2 separate regions of the Zea mays genome follow, and region 2 is linked to region 1. The links are chromatin contacts, called in public Hi-C maps. All regions are on one chromosome and are shown on one strand. The core of a region is the stretch at or near the end of the contact, and the rest is flanking DNA. Distances in the headings are between cores, read along the strand shown.

Evidence for each region. Hi-C and Micro-C count contacts between places; a contact is called where the count stands out from the background.
Region 2: a contact with region 1 is called in a Hi-C map of ear, with 2.7 times the contacts expected there. The contact joins the enhancer-like site here to the promoter of LOC100282274 in region 1. A contact is called at or near these places in 5 of 25 Hi-C or Micro-C datasets (bundle sheath, ear, endosperm and 2 more).

The regions. Positions count from the first base shown.
Region 1 is chr4:146,398,003-146,402,994 of Zm-B73-REFERENCE-NAM-5.0, forward strand. It overlaps LOC100282274 (enzyme of the cupin superfamily), which reads left to right and starts at 2,041. Exons shown (of 2, transcript NM_001155186.2): 1 at 2,041-2,306; 2 at 2,412-2,992. The coding sequence starts at 2,182. The coding sequence ends at 2,622.
Region 2 is chr4:146,512,145-146,517,136 of Zm-B73-REFERENCE-NAM-5.0, forward strand. LOC103653786 (a long non-coding RNA gene) reads left to right here. Exons shown (of 10, transcript XR_002750540.1): 6 at 84-152; 7 at 315-360; 8 at 611-1,308; 9 at 1,492-2,118; 10 at 2,253-2,530. Among protein-coding and RNA genes, the nearest start is that of LOC103653786, 6.9 kb to the left of the region's middle. Within about 2 kb of position 2,762, at least 18 of the 20 cell types and tissues checked have an H3K27ac peak or open chromatin away from gene starts, as enhancers often do. A contact at or near this core is called in bundle sheath, ear, endosperm and 2 more, where this site is marked.

The DNA of each region.
Region 1 (4,992 bases), core at 791-3,290:
TTATGTATGAAGCAAGTTCAGGTTGATCTTCATTACATTCATTAATATCATTGAGTTTCCTCATCCTTCTTTATTACATTCATTAATTTTTTGGCCCGCCATGAAAAATAGAAATAGTGTGGCTATTTCGCTAAAGCTACGGCATTCAGCGAAGCTAAATTAGGCTATAGGGGTTGTAGCTGAATAGCGTCCAAAAGTGAAATATCATAGCTTTATGTCTTCCAAAAGGCTATAGTTGAGCTATAGCCCGCTATTTTAAACCTTAGGACACAATGCACATCCTTTCTTTTAGCGAGGTGTTTAATCTAGTTTATGCAACGAGGCAGTCTATCATCATTTCATTTCTCAGTTTTATTTGCAAAACAAGATGGTTAATCTTTCATTACCTCATTCATCGCAAACTAATAATTACTAGTACTACTATGAGAGCAAAGCCATTCTAACTAAAATTAACGAATGAATCCATAATGGATGAACTATAGTAGCTTGTTTCACCAAACCAAACACTCCATAGGTGCTATAGAAACCCCAAGCTTCTGCTTAATGTTGACTATTGTGGTGTTTTCGCCATTAACGAGCAACCATAATAACCAATATTACTCGCCAGTGTTAGGTAGTGTTTGGCATATATGCTGCTTGTTGAAAAATAATGTAGCTCCTTATTGCTAGTTTTTAATTCATCACAAGAAGTAACTAGACTAATAAATTATTGTAGAAACATCTGTTAGTACAACTTCTGCTTAAATTTGTGAATAAAGTGTGTCAAACAATGTCTTAGTTGGATACCAGTTTATTTGAGTATACATCTATTGGTTTTCCAAGACTCAACAACGCGATACTCTATTTTCGTGATTACTAATGTTGCTATAGTCAACACTAGTCATCAATTGGTTTTTTACTATAATATTTTTGGGTTAATAAATACATATGCTTTAATTTGCTATTTTTTGGTAAAGTTTAAACTGATATATTAAGATATACCAAGAATTATAAGAGATTAAATTTCATCCTAAATCAAATCATCATAAATTTGACCAAGTTTATAGATAATAATAACAATAATAAAAATATCAAATTAGCATTGTTATTCAATACATTATGAAATACATTGTCATAAGTGATCTATTTGATATGTTAGATATTAACCATCTTCTCTATAAATTTATTTAAATTAGGCTATGTTCTAAATCTCTAAAACTAATAGTTAGCGGCTAATATTAGTTGAGTGGTTTAGAATGGGTCAACTAATGGACCGACTGTTTGTTAGCTATATCCCAAATAGCCATTAGTTGTTAACTGTTCTAATCTAGACAAATCAGCTAATAGGTAGTTGATGATCGAATTATCTCTGGCACTTTCTACCTAACCGTCGATTTTTCCCTTACAAAGAAGTCAGTCTTTCTCTGAGCTTCTCCTGCCCTGGCTCTTGACCTAGCTAGGTGCACTGCCCGTCGGTTTGTGTTGAACAATTTATTTATTTTGTATGAAATTTAAGTTTGTGGAACCCACTTGTGTGGTATTTTTAAAAAAAAATTATATACTATTTATAATATTTTATTTTTTTATTTGAAATTTTTTATTTCCCAAATATTCATAGCAATAGTAGCATACTGGATAGAAATATGATTCAAAAACAAAGAGAAAGAGACAATGGCAGCAATTACATTTAGCTCATAACAATCTATTAGCTTTAGGTTTGAAACACCCCTAACTATTTAGTTAGCCGGCTAACTAACAACTTATTAGCTGGTTAACAATTTACTCTATAGAGACCTAAGTTTCACTCGGAACAAACTTCGATTCCTTGTGTTTGAGTACGGAGGAAGTATTTTGTGAACTAATTATCCATTCCTAAGCGCTGATCATTTACCCACACATTATCAAGCATCCCAAAGTCTAATCTTATGCACATGGCACATGCATAAAAGAAAATAATAAAATATTTGTCACGCTTTTTATTATTGCTCTCCGGTTTATTACAGGCGTCAGCCGGAAAAGCTTCCGCTCCCAACTGCCCTCGGACCCTCCTTCCCCCCACTACCAGAACTCCTCACCTCACTTCAGCCTCAACGCCTACCAAACTTACGCAGCCTCTCCATAACTGCGAGCTGTTGCTCCTCCTCCCGAGCTACCATTCTCCGTCGATCTCCTCCAGGCTGTAGCGCGCTGCCACGCCCGCCCATGGCCTCGGGCTCGAAACCGGACAGCATGGACACCGACCCTCTTGGCGGCGGCCTCTCCATCGCCGTCGAGCGCAACCCGCCGGAGTCGCGCCTGCAGCAGCTCGGCGTCAGGTCTTGGCCCAAGTGAGCACCGCTGCCGCCGATCACTGCCCGCTAGTTTACTTCTTGGTTTCTCGTCCCCAGCTCCTGATCGCCGTGGCGTATGTAACTGCTGCCGTGCGTGTGCAGGTGGGGTTGCCCGCCGGGGAAGTTCCCGGTGAAGTTCGACGCGCGGCAGACGTGCTACCTGCTCAAGGGCAAGGTGCGGGCGCACATCAAGGGGTCGTCGGAGTGCGTGGAGTTCGGCGCCGGCGACCTCGTCGTCTTCCCCAAGGGGCTCAGCTGCACCTGGGACGTCGCCGCCGCCGTCGACAAGTACTACAAGTTCGACTCGTCCTGACGGCTGACGCACATCGCTCCCGGCCCGGCTCCGCTGATTTGGTCCCGATTATTGGTTCGGCTGCTCGCTTAATTGTGATGATTAGCTTAATTTCCTAGCTAATTTGGTTACATATAGCCCATAGCCTTCTCTGTCGTGTAAAAAAACTGGGAGGGATGCAGCGCATCTAGCTCCCGCGTAGCGTAGCGCGTAGGCCAGTAGATATTCATCCGGCAACTGAAAAAAGAAACCCGGTCAATGCAGGGGCTGTTCAAAGTACCCCTTGTTTATTCGTCCGAGTGCAATCCATCTTGGATGCTTCTTTGACCAGCGCCCTTGGCCTGCGTTGTTTTTTTTAATAATACCTCTATCTTAAAATAGTAGTCATTTTATCTCTTGTTTTTTCTTGTTTTTTATGTCTATATTATATAAATAAAAATAGATATAGATATATATAAACATATATATTAAGTATTGTATTAATCTATTAATTATCTAAAATGAATTTTAATTTATGAGAGAGTATTCGGAAAATCTGACCAATTGCAGCGTTGGTCAAACAAAGAGTAAATTTCATTAGATACTATTGATCTCGTGTTTACATTAATTGAATATGTTTCTCATGTCTCTAAATAGTATACAGAGATATGGCCGTGCCGGAAATTTTTTGTGGCACTATACAAAAAACTAAAATAAGACCTATCTTTAGACAAAATAATATAATTTTTAATATTAATATTGTAATAATTGTTAAACAATATATAATACTTTTGCATTGTAATAAGATAATGAATATATCATGAAACATACCTGAGTTAAATTTTCGATTTCTTACGTTTTTTATAACGTGAATCATATTGTGATATTTTCTAATTGGATTCCGGCGGAAAGATATGAATTTGATGCACTGTTCAATAGACATATAAATATAGGATGTCATGTAAAAAGCAAAAACAAATTACTAGAGCCTAGAGCTAGACGCCTAGACCCAGTAGATAATTATTTTTAATACTCTCTCTATCTCAAAATAGTAGTCATTTTATCTCTTGTTTTTTATGTCTATATTAGATGAATGAAAATAGATCTAGACATATATATAAAACAAATATATTAAGTATTGTATGAACCTATTAATTATCTAAAACAAATTTTATTTTGGGACATCGAGAGTATTCGAAAGTTCTAACCAATTGCAGCGTTGGTCAAACAAAGAGTAAATTTCATTAGATACTATTGATCTCGTGTTTACATTAATTGAATATCTTTCTCATGTCTCTAAATAGTATACAGAGACAGCACCGAGCCGTAAAAATTTGTGGCACTGTAAAAAAACTAAAATAAGGCCTATCTTTAGATATAATAATATAATTCTTAATACTTTTATTAGGTGTATGCCCGTGCGTTGCTACGGAGTCAAGATATAATGGTAAAATACATTGAGATGCAAAGTACTATGATAAAATGCATTGATATGCAAAAAACTAATTGTTATTCTATACTTTTGTTAGCAGTACTAAAAGTGGATGTTTGTATACCTAAAAATAATATAAGATTGTACATGTGCTTTGTCATTGACATCTCAAATAAAATACGTTGATTCCATAGAAGGATAGTGTAAATTAATAACAAAATCAAAAAATTCTCCATCATAGATAAATAGAGTTTAGATATTCAGATGAATAAGTATAAAATAAACTTTTGATAGATTCTAGTGTTTTTTGCAATTTCAGTATGAGAGATAAGAGATATACACCAGGTATATTTCTATGAAAATTTGAAATTACAAAGAGCATGCACGTACATGCATGCTTCTAAAATTATATTTTGCATGAAAACAAAGAATAAAGATAATCCATGACGAGAACATAACTTTTGAAATCTGTTTTACTGGATACGTAATATTCTAACTTCTAAGGAACATGTTAAGTATACAAAGTTCTATCATCAAAATGTGACTTCTAAGGGAGACCAAGGAAGGGGAACTACTTGTGTTAATCGTCAAAATGTGATTTCTTCTTCCCTTTGGCCACACACAGAGAACAACCTGCGTGAGAAGAACAGCCACACCCAAAATAAGGCAAGATCTAAACAAATAGAAAAGGCAGACATAATGAGGAAATCAAAGAAGGGTGCATCCAACAAAACAAGCTATTCTATTGCTTAGTGTGTTCGTATGATGACGACAAGAGCACAAACCACAAAGTTTGTGCTCCAATGTATTGGGGATCCAATGAAGTACACCAATCATGACTGAACATCATTGTGATGATGGTGAGTATAGAACCATCACCTGTTTGTATCAAAGACAATTCTTTGTCACCTTCACACAACTAATCAATGGTCATCCTCATCAGGACCGGGGCATTCATTTGCCAGCACTTCTGGTGATTC
Region 2 (4,992 bases), core at 1,512-4,011, 110 kb after region 1:
TATCATAGTAGAACACTGATACACTGAGTAAAGTGTTCCTCGTTACAATACATTGATACACTAAGTAATCTTGTTTTTTTCAGGCTGGAATGGACTCCACTGTCACAGCCAACATGTGACTAAATTTCCTCACTACAGTCTACACCCTGTAGGTCAGTCTCTCTGTCTTAAGTCATCACAAGTTTAATGTTTTTCTTGCTTTCAATGACATTTTCTTTGAAAACATTTGCTCTCTGACTTATTGCAATTGGTTGCTTCCAAAAGTGTTGGCATCCTCGACTCCACTATAAGTCTTGTCTTTTTATCTTTTACAGTAGTATTCTTACGGACGAATCAAACCAAACATCAACCCGGGATCAGGTGATTACTTTAGCAGCAGTATTTCTCTAGCCTTGCTTTGCTATTTTCATAAAAACATCTTGTGTTTTATGTTATTATTAGGCACATATAGTAATGTTTTAGGCATGATCAATGAAACTCAAGTCCTGCTTAGTCTACTTCCTCCCACTCGCATTCCCATCTCATTGTTCTATTACACCAAAGCCAGATGAATTTTAAAAGGTGTTACAAACGCTACCACATTGACATGTGACTTTACTCTGTTTTTCAGGTAGCATGCCCGCTACTCTACCACCACTGATCCATATCTTTCAGGTCATTGTATTGCTATTCTGCAGGCCATCGACTAGAACAAAGATCTTTCTAGAGAATTATATTGTTGATTCAGAAATTTCTCTTATAGCCACTGTTAATTTGGTGCGTGTTTCGTCTTTATATATGTGCTTTTGGAGAAAGCTGATAGGCTAAATTGTTTGGGTTCTAGGCAGTAGCTAGAAAGAGACTTGGAAGCTGAGAAAAGCTGCTGCAATATATTGCAAGAACTTATCTCACGGCATTTCAAACTCGCTCGCTTCTTTCTTTTCTACATACATTCATAGTACATTGATATGTGATCCAATTTATAAAATTTTAAGCGAAATTTCTTGTGGATGGTGACCACTACCAAGTCTGGATCGTGAGTAGTACTTGGGAGATACTAATCAATTGTTTGGTATACTAAAATAATCTGTTGTGGTTCTATGCATTTAGAATATGCGTTCATGATTTTGTTTTTGAGGATTGGATGATGTGTTGTTTACTATCCTCGGGGCTACATGGTGTGGACTGTGAAGGCCGGCCGATGTACATAGAGAGGCCAGGGAAGGTGTCCTGGAGTTTGAGAGAGCTTTTAGGGAGAGGTTCTCTGCCTGCACATTAGCTGCTAAGAGGCATATTGACTCCACTACCATCTTCGATGTCCAAGGTGTGGTATGTTAATGATTCAGTTTGAGCTGTGCTTACAAAATGCAGATTTGTGTGGTTTTTGCTCTTAGAATATATTGCTTGTCATATATATGTTTGTTGTTCTGTATCACAGCTTCTTTAGCTAATCGATATGATATGAGGCCTAGGAGTTGCCACTTTGCTTATGCTTGCTTCAACTCTTCTCAGGGGCTCACATGGATCATCCCCGAGCGCAAGCAAACTTTGAGATCGCGCCGAAAGCATGCCATCCCTGGAATCCTTCAGTTGGGAGTAACATTTAGTTCCACTCTGTGGTTTTTGCTCTCTAAATATATTGCTTGTCATACATATGTTTGCGATCTCATAGATTTGGATTTTGAGCAGTACCAGTTTATTATTTTTGTTAATGCAAGCCTTGAAGCGTATCAAACTCTATGAACTGGTATGATTTGGAAGATAGGAACTGTAACTTCTATGTTGCAAATAATCTATGAGGTGTGAGCTGCTAGAGGTAAAACTTGCTGAAATAGTTATGATCTGAAATAGTCATGTATCTTGTGATATTAACAATTCCTCATAGTATTTGACTATTTGTATTGTAGCAACTGCTCCTTTTGCTTCGTGTAGTACTAAATTTACTGTTGCTTGTTTAAAAGAAAAAATTTAGGTTCCATTTGCAATAGTGGATATGTTTTCACTGTCTGATGAATGCTGTTGAGATATTTGGTTTTTCTTTTGTCAAACTCCAATTAATATATTTTCCTTGTATTGTATGAATTGCGATGTTCAGAAGCACAAAGATATTAGTAAAGCCGAGAAGGACATCGTTCTCAGGTATGTTCTTATGTTTACTTTACATTCAAGAAGGACATTCTATTTGAAGCTCAACTTATCGTGTAAATTGGTTTCAAAGCTCAACAAGTATTGTGATGCTTGGTATTTTTGTTCTTCACACCCCCTTCGCCAAGGCCATCAATGGCGCCGCGCTGCACCTCTTCAGCTTCGCCGAGGCCATCAACATCGGTCGCCCACCTAGAAACTCTTTAAGATCATAGACCTCCACGATAGGCTCTCGAAGTCTCGGACCTCCTATCCGACGTCTTTGGCTATACCTAGCCTCAACATCGAGATGACGATGTGAGGACTCTAGGTCAATGTCTCTAGCGTTGTCCTATCATGAAAAGCAAATTATCACGAAATGTTTTTATGGATTTTATCTTCATTAATAAAGATAAAATTATAGTTATGTAAACATTCTTAACCTTTAAAAAGATGCTAACAAAAACATTGAATGATAATTAATGCTTCTGCATCTCAATATATCTTATTATAGCATGTTTACTCCGTAGCAACGCACGGGCACACATCTAGTTAATGATTAATAACAACTGACCGCTGGGCTCTAACCAGCCCACCTCGCCCGTCGGCCCCAAAGGAACGGTCGGGCCCGGCTCGGCCTCGCCAACCCAGCACGTCAGGCCTTGGAACAAATTGACCGTGCGATTGCCGCGTCGCGGTCCAATACGCGCTCGGCCTTCTGACGTACGGCCCACGTCCTCGCTTCCGCGTTCGAACCGGAACCGAAATCAAAGTCCCTGCCGCCAAGCCATAAAAGCCAGCGTGCCGGTCAAACGATCAAGAAGACGCCGGACTTGTTCTCGCTGACGCCGCGCAGATCGACCACGAGCATCTGCCGAGACTGTAGCGGAGGAGGCATTCCTCGCAGCAAAATGATGTTGTGAGAGTCGCCCCTGGACTGTACGCCTCCTCCGCCTTGGGCACTAGCCCGCCAACCAGAAGCGCGGGGAGGAGGACGTGGTCAGGGTCATATCGGCGACGCCGCCAGTGACGGAGGCAAGGGGACCCGTGAAGCCCGTCGACGCGTCGTTCGGTTGCTTGCATTGCCTCCAGACCGTCGTGTTCCGCATCGACTGACCTTATCGGTCTTTAGGACCAGTGCCGGAAACATGGCTGGGTTTTTTTTTCACCACGGTTCAAAAACATGAGTCTAAAGTACGACCCGATATAAAATAATATGTGTCTGACAGCACGGCTTGAGGACGGGCCTACGGCGGGTCTTAAATTTCGTTCCGTCGGGCTCCTCGTATGACCCACACACATGTGTCGGTCTTAAACGTTACCGTTCAATGAAGTTTATATTGTTTAATTTCTTTAATTTAGTAAGCTATAAACTTTATATTGTTATAATATTTAGACTCTACGTGGTCAAATGATACTAGCATTATTTAATATCTTTAGTTTAATAAATTATAAACTTTATATGGTTGTAATATCTTAATTTTATGTGGTTTAAATATATTGGTCGGGCTTAGGTCGGCACGGTCCAACGAAGTCACGACGTGCTTTAGAGCCGAATTAGGCTACTGTTTCTACTATTTGGACTAGCATGGCACGACCTAAAAGTCTTTTAGGCCTTCTTGGCCAAGCCCGTTTGCCCCGAAGAACGATGGGCTTGGGACGTCCGGCCCGACCCAATTACTAGCACTAGTTGTTGTCTCAGCAACGTTCTTTAAATTTCGCTCCTAAAGAAATATTCTCTATATGATCTATATCTTCTCCATCAACGTACTCTAAATTTGGTTTCTCTATTGCTATAGTGTTGACATAATTCATATCCAACATTATTTATTCCTTGGTTTTCATATATCATCTTGTCATGCAAAACTATGTTTGAATTTTAAAATTTGAATTATTTAAAATATCTCGGATGGAAAAACCACCAGTAGGTCTTGAAATATAATAAAACTTTATAATTGACAATTTTTTGATTTTAAATCATCTTATCATTAAAATTCATGTGAAGTTTTCAAATTTAAAATTCAAATTTTGTAAACGGTCTCGGATGTAGAAACTATCAAAATAGAACTTGTAGATCTTGAGAAGTTATGCAAGTTTATAGTTGATCACATTTTCAAATGAATTCATTTAGTGTCTCAAATAATCAAATTACCCTCAGTTTGTTATAATACACGAGAAATGAAAACGTAATATAGACACAATTGATGTATTAGTATAGTGGTAGAGTAGGGTATGTGCGAGAGAGTGGTTGTGAGTTCGAATTTCACCATTCACAAAACATGTAAATTTGATTCAAAATAAAGTGAAAAATGATAGAGCGATGAGTATAGTAATTGATAGTGGTTGGAGAGTTGTTCCTATAATTTAAAAATGTTTTGATGTTTTTTGGGGGTTTTTTAGATTATTAATTTGTCGAGTGTTTTTCTTTACCGACACTCAGCAAAGTCTTTGTCGAATGTCCGAAAAAAGATACTCGACAAATAACCCTTTGTCGATAAAATGTCTGCCAATTGTTTGAGACACTCGGCAAAGAAAGTGAGTCCGTAGTGAGTGAAGAGGGGCTCGTATGATGTGGGTTTTCATAAGCTACGATATCCGTTCTACAATAAATTAACTTATTATAAAATTACATTAAATCCAATTATTCGAAATTTCATTAAGTTTGAAACATATTCATATCTACAAAACAGAACTAGATATATTATAAAATATATCTTATAATAATATTATTACATGCCATAAATGATGCTACTTTTTTGGGTTAAATTAAACATACTTTAACTTCAACTGATTTCATAATTGATTTATTTGAGACCAAGATCGTAGAAAAAGCATCATCAAGGTAGCCTATGAGATTGTTATAGTCTCAACCAAGTATGATTAAAAGAT